3 separate regions of the Oryctolagus cuniculus genome follow, and all the other regions are linked to region 2. A link is a contact called in public Hi-C data. All regions are on one chromosome and are shown on one strand. The core of a region is the stretch at or near the end of the contact, and the rest is flanking DNA. Distances in the headings are between cores, read along the strand shown. Region 1 overlaps EEPD1 (endonuclease/exonuclease/phosphatase family domain containing 1). Region 2 holds the start of EEPD1 (endonuclease/exonuclease/phosphatase family domain containing 1). Region 3 has its middle 92 kb from the start of EEPD1.

The links. A called contact is a pair of places that touch in the nucleus more often than the background predicts.
Region 1: a Hi-C map of liver shows a contact between it and region 2, with 6 times the contacts expected there. The contact joins the enhancer-like site here to the promoter of EEPD1 in region 2. A contact is called at or near these places in 2 of 6 Hi-C or Micro-C datasets (ear pinna and liver).
Region 3: a contact with region 2 is called in a Hi-C map of liver, with 3 times the contacts expected there. The contact joins the enhancer-like site here to the promoter of EEPD1 in region 2. A contact is called at or near these places in 3 of 6 Hi-C or Micro-C datasets (ear pinna, liver and psoas muscle).

Annotation. Positions count from the first base shown.
Region 1 is chr16:26,717,094-26,720,463 of mOryCun1.1, forward strand. It overlaps EEPD1 (endonuclease/exonuclease/phosphatase family domain containing 1), which reads left to right. Exons shown (of 8, transcript XM_002713756.5): 5 at 1,732-1,866. Among named protein-coding and RNA genes, the nearest start is that of ANLN, 50 kb to the right of the region's middle. Within about 2 kb of position 2,043, at least 2 of the 8 cell types and tissues checked have an H3K27ac peak or open chromatin away from gene starts, as enhancers often do.
Region 2 is chr16:26,619,745-26,623,448 of mOryCun1.1, forward strand. EEPD1 (endonuclease/exonuclease/phosphatase family domain containing 1) reads left to right here and starts at 2,213. Exons shown (of 8, transcript XM_002713756.5): 1 at 2,213-2,634; 2 at 3,078-3,704. The coding sequence starts at 3,237.
Region 3 is chr16:26,528,424-26,532,075 of mOryCun1.1, forward strand. No RefSeq gene overlaps it. Among named protein-coding and RNA genes, the nearest start is that of EEPD1, 92 kb to the right of the region's middle. Within about 2 kb of position 1,373, at least 1 of the 8 cell types and tissues checked has an H3K27ac peak or open chromatin away from gene starts, as enhancers often do.

The DNA of each region.
Region 1 (3,370 bases), core at 793-3,292, 97 kb after region 2:
GGAAATTATGCAAACAGAAATATTCTGTTGAAATGTTCAGCAGATTTTGAATCTGAGTTGTTTTTCCATCAGAATGTCCCACGTGTGTGCAGGGAAGACTATCCATAAAAATACCCATTTCCACACTTTTGTGCTCAAGACCAAGTTTACTCACAGTGGACTGTTTGGTGTCTGTGGAGTTTTAAAAAGAGGCCCCTGCTTATTAATCAGGAGTTGACAAATACATCCTTACATCACTGTCCTGTAACGGCAAATGTCACTGCTTCTCTCTTTGGTGTACGAGGATACTTGGAGCAGTTTGTGGAAAAATGGAATTAAAAGACAAGCTTACTTGAGTGCTAAATTTTTTTGAAAGCCACTCATAATTTTTCAACATGCACATGTCCCACAAAGTTTTTGAAGGTCCCTTATACCTCATGTGCTTAGAAACACATGTGAATTGTGCTCATGACTGATACTCAGAATTTGGGCTCTTACATCATAGATTAAAAGTGGCTGGCTATTTACTGACAGTAAGACCCTCCGTTTTAACCATGACCCTGAGCCTGAGCTGTGGCGTGTGGATGGCCGCTGCAGCTGACACTGAGCGGGCGCAGTGTTCACGGGGCTGAGAAAAAGCCAGTGTGGGATGCAGCTGTCTTCCTGACCAGCCTGCGCCGCTCCCTTCTCAGTCCACACAGAAATAAATAGCAGTCTGGCGCTGCAGTTCAGTAGGCTAATCCTCCGCCTTGCGGCGCCGGCACACGGGGTTCTAGTCCCGGTCGAGGCGCCGATTCTGTCCCGGTTGCCCCTCTTCCAGGCCAGCTCTCTGCTGTGGCCCGGGAGTGCAGTGGAGGATGGCCCAAGTGCTTGGGCCCTGCACCCCATGGGAGACCAGGAGAGGTACCTGGCTCCAGCCTTCGGATCAGCGTGGTGCACTGGCCGCAGCACGCCAGCCACGGTGGCCATTGGAGGGTGAACCAATGGCAAAAGGAAGAGCTTTCTCTCTGTCTCTCTCTCTCACTGTCCACTCTGCCTGTCAAAAAAAAAAAAAAGAAGAAAGAAAGAAAAAAAGAAACATACCACGGGATTCCAATTCAATCCCATCAAGGTGGCATGTACCAATGCCATCTCACTAGACCAAGTGATCAATTTCTGTTCACAATTGATCATAATGATAGGACTAAGAGTCAAAGGGATCACATAAACAAGACAGCGCACCGGCCGCGGCGGCCATTGGAGGGTGAATCAACGGCAAAAGGAAGACCTTTCTCTCTGTCTCTCTCTCTCACTGTCCTCTCTGCCTGTCAAAAAAAAAAAAAAAAAAAAAAACCAACTCTTATCTCTGACTCTCATTCATCTAGCAAATATGGATCAGTAGGCAAAACCCATCTGACAGAGTCTTGTTTCCGATTCTCAGTGTTGCCATTGGCCTCTGGGTGGGGGGAGAGGGGTGTGGTTCAGAGTTCAGAGGTGTGAGCTGCTACTTCCTGGGAGGTGATGGTTTGGACCACAGCCCTGTGCTGGTCTGGGCTCCCCCCACCGCCTGCCTCCCACAAGGAACACCCAAGCAGCCCTGGCTTGTGGTGTGGGGGATGGGGCCAAGGCAGAGAGTGCAGTTTGTCTAAGAATGGCTCCTGGGTGAGTGTCCTTGGGGACCCAGGGCAGAGCCTGATGCTCCTTGCGCCTCTGGCCTCTTTCCCCAGTGCTGGGCTGCACTTGGCACCAAGACCATGTCCCTCTCTGCTGCAGGGGTCCGGGTACTCAGGATTCCTGTGGGACACAGTGGCCGGCGTGGAGCTGAAAGACGTCACCTCGCAGGAGAGTTCGCCTAGCAATGGGCACGGGAAGTCCGCAGGCCCCAACCCGTACGTGGCACGATTCAAGGTACCTGCTCCGTGTTGTCTGTGACCTTCAAGCCATGGGGTGGCGTGGGGGATCTCTCTTTGCAGAACTGGGCACGCGGGAAGCCTCGTCTTGCCTTGATTTTATTCTCCTAGGGTTGGGCCAGCGCCTGGTCCGGGACTTCCGTGGCAGGTGCACGTGTCCAGGGCAGGGGTGACAGCGATCCCGAGAGACTCTCTGCTTCCACAGCTCCGACAGCCAGATGGGAAGGGAGGAAAGCAGCTCCCTGGCCGGCTCCCAAACCTGACATCAGAACCACGTGGGGAGATTTTCCTAAAATCAGAGATTCCTAGAGCCTAGCCCAGACAGACAGAATTACTGGGACAGGGCCCACGACTGAGTATTTTTGGAGCGATGTCCCAGACCTCCTGGCCCTGGTGGAGGAGGTCTGGCATTTGTCAATGGCTGCAGTAGAGGGCTCCTTGGCTGCTTCTCATCCCTGTCTATTACCAGGGGGGCTCTCCAGGGGATGTCTGAGTTGGGAGGGCCTTCTAAGGAGCTCAGGACTTGGGCCTAGGAGCACCCCTATAACTGGCTTCTCCAGGGGAACCCTCACTTTCGGGAGAGCCTTGTCGGGCCAGTGTCCAGCAGTGGCTAGACAGACAGAGCTGAGTGCTGTCTCCCTCACTTCCCTGGAAGTCTTTGGGAAGTTTCCCTGAGCAGAATGCTCAGAAGCTGGGCTGCAGGAGCCCACACCAGCCACCGAGGGGCATTCGATGAAGCTTATCCCTGTGGAACTTGGCTGTGAAATCCCAAGTCAGGCAAGAGCGCTCCCTTGCCTGAGCCCAGCCCGCTCGTGGCCTGCTGGGCATCGGAGGCCTCTCCTTTCTGTTTGCTCCAGAGCCTGACTGTCGCCTTGCGCCCAGCCTGGTTTAGCCCCGTGCTGGTGCAGCAGGTGTGCACTCACACACTGGGGTGTCAGCTGTACCCAGGACAACCTTGCCTGCTCCTGCCTGCAACATGGATGGGGTTCTGTCCCCACACATACACCTGGGGTACCTGCTGGACTGGTGAATAAGTCAACCAGGTATCATCTGTAAAACCTCCTAATGCCACACAGGACAACAGCCAGGACCAGCTGATGCCGATGTTTTTAGTGGGCCACTGATAGATGCTACTGGATCGTGAATGATTGGCCTGGATCTTCTGCGGTGGTTCCCTAGATGGTCACTCTGCCTCTTGTGTTTTGGGTCACGTTCCAAGGTGGCAAGTGGCAGATAGGGTACCGGGGCAGACTTCCCACTCCACCTACAGTGGTTTGGGCAGCGAGCAGAGCCACACAGCAGAGCTCTCGGTCCCAGTGGTGGTGACAGTGGTGGTGGCAAACGAGGCGACATCTGTGCAACCAGACTGGGGCCCTCCACGTCCTAGGGCTGCCCTGGCACCTCTTTCCTTCCTGGCAGTGTCGAGGGGGCTGCTGTGACAGTGGGAGGGCAGGATTGCCCAACCCTGAACAGCCGAGCCGCAGGCCAAAGTCTGTACAACA
Region 2 (3,704 bases), core at 963-3,462:
AATTCTGTCAGTTTTGATGGGCGTGTGTCTATGAAACCACCCCTTCAACGTTTCTTGTTGCCCTTGTTAATCTATTCCTTGCCCATCTCATCCCCAAACACTGACTGTTTTCTGTATATGTTTGTGCTTTCTAGTGTCTTATATAAATGGAGTCCTACAATATTTCACATGCCACTCTCCTATTTTTGGCCTGCTTTTCACTTAGTATAATGATTTTGAGATGCTTCAGTGTTGTTTTGTATACATGGATATGGCACAATTTGTTTATAGATGTGAGGACTTTTTTTTTTTTTCTCCCAGCAACCATCTCTGTGCAAGTCTTTGGGTTTCCTGCTGCCTTCTCCTTTTGGGAAATACTTAGAGGTGGAACGGCTAAGTCCTGTGGTAGGAACATGTTTAACTCTAAGCAATTGCCAAGCTTACCTCCATCGTGGTTATATTTTTACCAGCCGTCTATGGCAGTTGCAGTCCATGTCTTCACCAACATCGGACAGGGTCATTTTCAAGTCAGGCATCTCACTGTGTGTTTTACATCTGTTATTTTTGTTTTATGGTCCCTGGTGTAGCTATCTCTTGGTTTCATTGCCAACCAAGGGGAAACGAATGAGGAGTCTTCAAAATGTTCACGGAAATGTATATTATGAAAACTACTCATGGATTTGCAAAAAAAATTTTTTTTGCAGCAAACAAAACTTATCTTTTAAGCCCATTTCTCAGTGAACTTTGAGGCTCCCTCATCTGTTTAAGCTTATGGAAAACTAAACAAGATTATTTCCATTTTAGAGAGATTATTAATAGGGTCCTACCTTACCTCCCTTACTGCCCTGGTTTGGATAATAAAATATAGGGCTTCCCTACTTCCAGCCCAGGGGTCACCCCCGGGCCAATCTTCCAGTCATATGCTGCTCAACAAAGTATTTCTTGCTTCTACAAGGAGTTTGCCTGTATTTCTTGGACTTTTTTTTTTTTTTTCCTGGCCACAATGGGATTTCAGGAATGGAGTAAGGTAACCTCAGTGCTGGCCTGTTCTTGCCATCAATGAGAACAGCAGAGAGGCTGGTGGAGCCGCAGGTGGGAGTCAGAGCTTTTCCACAGGGAAGTCGGGGCCACCCCGACTCCCTTTGGTCTCCGCTGGTTAGAGTCGGGTTTCTGTCACTTGCAACTGAGAGGGTGCTCACACAGAAGCCAGGGAGGCGCCTCAGAGAGGCGGGTCTGGGCTGCCGCACACTTGCACACTTCCCGTCTCACGTACCTTCGTGGCTGTCTTCCATGAAAACGGCTGTTTTCGCTGGCCCAGCCCCTGGAGTTGAAAGCAGAAGCTCTGGTCACAGTGGTTGGGGGGAAATTTCAGAGGACTCCAAACACCCAGGGTCAAAGTATTCAACGGTATCTCCGGTATCACTGTGGCTTGTTTGATCGGATACTACAGCTCCGGTATCCACTTTAAACTTTAACTAAACGCGCACGCAGCAATGTGGCTCCCAAACCGCTCTGAGGCCTGGGAAGCAGCCTCCATTTCCCTCCCTCTGAATGATTAGACCATGGCGGACACAGATCCTGCGTGTCCAGAGCGCTAAGCAGGCGCAGGCACGGCGCCGCGCAGGCCCCAGGTGAACCCGCAGGGCTCCGTGGCCGCGGCTCCTGCGGAAGTTCATAAAGAGCACAGCAAAGGCTGGGAAGAAAGTGAGGCCTCAATTAGGGCCGGAAGTGGGGCGCCCCTTCAGCCTCTTCTGGAACGTTCTGCAAAATTGAGCGCGGCCTGGAGCCCCGGGGATGCCTGTCCCCCAGGGGATACCTCAGTTCTCACGCCCCCAAGATCGCCCAAGAGCAGCCGGACTGGACACTGAGTAGCCCCTGCCCGGGGCGGGACAGCCGGCGGTGACCAGGGTCCGCCATCACGGCGTCAGCCTCGTGCCCTCAGACCCTTGGTCCCACCCCTGCGGTCCCGGGTCTGGCCTCAGCTAGCCGCGGCCCCGCCCCCTGAGCGCCTGGGTTTCCCTCTCCGCCTCCTCGCGCCAGGCCCCGCCCCTGAGCTCTCGGGTTCCCGTTCGCTCTCCACATCCTGGAGTCAGGCCCCGCCCCGCACGCATTAGACCCGCCCCCTCCGCTCCCGGGTTCCCCCCTCCTCTCCCTCACGCAGGCCCCGCCCACGCGCCCGAGCCCCGCCCCCACGAGCCCTCGGGAGTCCCGGGGAGGAGTTGCCGCGCGGGCGGAGGCGTGGCCGTGGTGCCGGCGGAGGCGCGGGCGGCGCGGGCGGCGCGGCCGGCACTTTGGCTTTGACACAGACCGCGAGCGGGAGTCCTGCGGCTGGTGCTGGGGTCTGACGCGTTCTGGCGGATCCAGTGTCCGAGTTGGGCGCAGGAGTGTTTTTTGCCTGCATAAACGCGACTGCGGTGACGCCGAAAGTCCTGGTGCAGCCCCGCAAGTCCTGGTGCAGCCTCTGCCTCTGGATTTCGCCGCCGCCGTCGTCGCCTCTGCCGCTGCCGCCCGCGAACAGCCCTGCAGCGCCTGCCAGCTCCGGGAGGACGACGCCGAGTTCCTCCCGCACACGGAGCGCGGCGGCGCGGGAGGAGCCCCGAGGCCCCGCGGACCCGCAGCCGCTGTCCCGGCTGGGCTGAGGCTCCGGAGCCGCAGGTGGGAGAGGGTCGGCGGCTGGGGAGCTGGTGTCCACAGCCCCTCCGCGGTGCCCGCGCTGGGCGGCACGGGGCTCCCAAGTGGCAGGGGGCGCCGGGTGTCAGGCACAGGGCGCCGGGGTGGGGGTGCTCCCTCCCGGAGCCGGAGCAGCGATGACCGGAGCAGACGACGGCCCTCGCGCTGCTGGACTTGAGAGAGGAGAGCGGAGACGCGAGGCTGGTGGGCATGGGCTTTCCCCAGGAGAAGCCCCTGCTAGCCTTTTTGGGCCCCGGTGTGGTAAAAGCCGGCGTCTCCACACCCACCTGGGCCGGCCTCACTGTGTTTGCTTTCTCGGGGGGTTCAGGGCCAGCCACCAGCCCCGGCCCCCTGGCTGAGGCTCCAGTAGGGAGTGCCGATGCAGATTGATTCGTCCAATCGATATGTGTGCTTGATTTCTTTCCTAGGTGGCCCTGTGAAAGGTAATTTGGGACACTCCGGGCATGGACGATTCGGTGCTTGTGCCTGGCAGCCTCTTCAGCCCCTGAGCCAGCACCTTCGGTTCTTCCGAGCTTCCTCCCTAGCCAGAGAGGTCTGTGGTGGGAAGCCTCTCTTCCTGGCCGGCCATGGGGAGCACCCTGGGCTGCCACCGCTCCATCCCCAGAGACCCCTCGGACCTGTCCCACAGCCGCAAGTTCAGCGCGGCTTGCAACTTCAGCAACATCTTGGTCAACCAGGAGCGGCTCAACATCAACACGGCCACGGAGGAGGAGCTGATGACCCTGCCCGGGGTGACGCGTGCCGTGGCCCGCAGCATCGTGGAGTACCGAGAGTACATCGGTGGCTTCAAGAAGGTGGAGGACCTGGCGCTGGTCAGCGGCGTGGGCGCCACCAAGCTGGAGCAGGTCAAGTTTGAGATCTGTGTGAGCAGCAAGGGCAGCTCTGCACAGCACTCGCCCAGCTCCCTGCGCCGCGACCTGCTGGCTGAGCAGCCCCACCACCTGGCCACCACCGTGCCCCTCACCCCCCGCGTCAACATCAACACGGCCACGCCGGCTCAGCTCATGAGCGTGCGAGGCCTCACGGAGAAGATG
Region 3 (3,652 bases), core at 123-2,622, 92 kb before region 2:
CTTTTTATAAGAAAAGCAAACGCTTCTCCTGAAGTCATTCATAGCTGCGAGAAAGACTGTGAAGGTGAGCTCTTCAGCTGTCTGGGCTTCCACTTGAAGGCGGCAAGGAAGGGGCTTGGGAAGGGGTGTGGCAGCGTTGGGTCCCTGGCATTTCTGCATCGGGATTCATGGATACTGACCTAAGGAGCATCAGCTTCTGCCATAGAAAGAGCGACACAGACTTTCCTCCCAAAACCTTCACCAGTGTGTTAGGTCCAGGGACCAACATGGCCAAGACAGTGCTGTCTGGCCTTGACCCAGCAGGGCTGGAGGGCAGGCTGGGGCAGGGAGCCCGGGAGGGAGGGGTCTGAGCAGGAGGACAGCTTAGACCAGGATCTTTGCCTTGTGAATATTAAGGACACGTATTTCCATTCGTCTTATAAAAAGGGAACATGATGAATTCTAAAACCCAGAATTTCTCTATTGCTTTTATTTTAAATCTACTGAATAGTTAAGAATAGTGTATGCTCTTGTACAACAAAGTGAATGTACTTACTATCACTGTATACTTAAGCAATTAGGACAGTAAGTTTTATGTCATGTATATTTTACCAGAATTTAAAAAATGAGTCAGAGAGGAATTCATAGTTAGATAAAGGGTCGGAGTAGCAGAGAAGAGGGTCAATATGTGTCCTCCTCATTGAGGACGGCAGCGAGTAATGAAGAGGGGGATCGAGGCAGCACTGGGCTTGCAGTCGGAAGACAGGCTTAGAGCATGGCTCTGAATTTGGTCTATGAACTTGAACTAATTTCTGCAACCCTTGTTTCAGTAGCCTATTTTGTAAAATTGGGATAATAGAACCAGCTGTGCCTACCACACAGGGATCAAACCAGGGAAATCACATAATTTCCCCCAGTTTGTAAACCTGACAGTTCTACACCCCGAGCAGGTTAAGCTTAAGCTCCTCCTGCACCCCAGAAAGCGCCAAACGCCAGCCCCAGCCCCACCAGTGCTATGGGACTTGCTCTCAGAACCAGGGCACTTGCCCGCAGATGGTGGGCTGGGAAGGCGCACGCAGCATCGGGGTGGCTCGCCTCCTCTCCCTCTGCTTGCACATACTTGGCAAACACTCCAAGTGTTCCAAAGGTCACACTCACGTCAGTCGTTCTGGGCTACAGTGGGCCAATGGGTGTTGAAGAGCTTTTCAGTTAAGAATCTTACAATGGAAGCATTAAATAAATGTAACATATGGAAATATATATCAGCTCCTCCCTCCCCCCCGCCAAACTGCATATGCCTCCTTGGCTGTGGAGTTTAAGAACAAGCACTCCATTAGTGCTGCATCAGATGTCATCTAATATCAACAAACACCTGCCAAAAACACAGCTCTTGGCTTAATAAGGATGTTGACACTGCGCAGCATGGGTGCGTCCGGGCGCCGCGGCAGCTGGGCACCCTGTTTCTGGATGATTATTTTTCTGCCACCCTCCCATTCCATTTTCTCAGAAAAGTAGAGGAAAGGAGAAAGGATGAAAAATCATGGACTTCGTCCAATACCATCTGTAGCAAGGGTTAGATAAGTGGATTGAAATCACTGTATCCCATCTATGGATATCAATTATTTAGATTTTTCCGATCCCCATTATGGTAGGAACAGCTGAGTTAGCTCCAGCCCCTAATCTTGGCATCCAGAGGACGCTGCTTAAATAAAACAGGGTGCACCTGGGATGGCGAATGGTCCTTGCGAATGAGGCAGGCGTTTGCTGCAGTATTAAGGACCATGGGATAGCTTCGCTTTGGACTTGAATGAATAAATCCTCCTCATTGCACGACTGTTTGCAGGTGGCCAGGCCTCCAACACTCAGTACTCATACAAAGGTCCATCCCAAGAACTCCCAGTCTACTTCTTCACCCTCATGAGTTTGTAGGGCACTCAAAGACCCCGAGTGCCTTCAGCTATCTGGGCTGGGGCTGCTTCAGAAGGCTGACCTTCCTCTGACTCACGACGTCGTCTTTGCTTCCTGGAGCTCTGCGGGTTTTAGTGGCGTCGTGGGGTTTCATCAGCCTTGGCTCCATGGGGTCCCCCCAGAAGCGGCCGTTTCCGGTGGGAGGGGTCTGCCGTGTGACGTATTACCGCAGTGCCAGCAGGAGACGGCCCCAGGTGAAAGGTGGGGGGGTTATAGCCTGCGTGTTCTAATCCAGGAGTCCGCTGGCGTCTCGGGACCCATGAGAGCCAGAGGAGACGGATCCAGGTCCTTTCCCACAGACTGCAGGGGTCCAAAGCCTTGACGAGTTCTCTGAATCCTAGGTCAAGGTCAGCTCTCCTCTGAACGACTTTCTTCCCCGCGTGGTGTCCTCCTCTCTGCCTCTGGTGGCGGTTTCTCGTCTCTACGGGACCCAAGGCCAGAGCCGCAGCGCTTTGTCCTGTTCCCCTAGTCCCTCCAACACAGCAAGGCAATCCAGCGGCTGCCCGCGGCTGGACTTTGTGCAACAACTGACCGCCCAAGGTGGTCTGCGGGTTCCCACGCAGGCCAGCACCCACTCACCTCGCAGTGACACCTCCCCCCGCCAGGACCAGATTAACAAAATTTACAGCAGTCTCACTCTTTCTGTCTTTAAGATGTCCACGTGTGTGTTACACTCGCTTGCTGACCCCAAAGAGAGTTGGCTCTTCAGTAGGTAGGCACAGCGGTTAATGGAGCAAACCGAGACCACCACCACCCCACCCCCCAAGCAGGTCCCACCTCTTAAAGGGTCGCGCCACTTCAACACCCCCACATGTGGACTGCTGGGGACAAAACACATCCAAACCATGGCCCGGTGGAATCTGGACGCTCTCAGACTCCCATTCAAAGCACCTCTGTGAAGGAGTTTCACAGCAGATCGGGGACTTGGAGCCAGTCCTGGCTGCTGTTCTCCACGCTGCAGGAAATGAGTTCATAGAAAAGACTCAAGGTCAGCTGCTTATCCAGTGACAGCTGATCCTGCTGCTGTCAGTCGGCAGATAAACAGATAACGCAAATGCTAAGTGAATGTGAATCATAGCATTTAAATGATGCATTTAATAAATAGTTTTAATGAAATGATAATTCCTGATGGTCATATTTGCATTTAGTAAAACTTATTTTTAGCTTCAGTGATAGGACTGAAAGTATCAAAACGTCTTAGTTTCAATATTAAATGAATACCTAACACTTGTTGACTCCTAACACATGCCACAGGTATGTGAGTCACAGGTGTTATCTACAAGGATCCCATTATACAGAAAGGGAAACCAGGGGCTTTGGGGGTAGAAGAACTTATTCCAGGACTCATGACTCACGGTGCTCTGTCGCCTGCTCACTTGAAATCACCTCTGAGATTTTCCACTGCTCGGGGCTTGCACTGTGGCACAGTGGGTTAGCTGCTGCCTGCAGTGCCGGCAACCCATATGGGCACTGGTTCCTGGCCGGCTGCTCCACCTCCAATCCAGCTTCCTATGATGCATCTAGGAAAGCAGCCAAGATGGCCCAGGTACTTGGGCTCCTGCACCTATGTGGGAGACATGGAGGCAGGTCCAGGCTCCCGGCTTAGGCCAGGCCCAGCTCCAGGTGTTGTGGCCTTTTGGAGAATGAACAAATGAAGGATGTCTCTCACCTTTCAAATAAACAAATATCCAGTTTCCAAGAAATA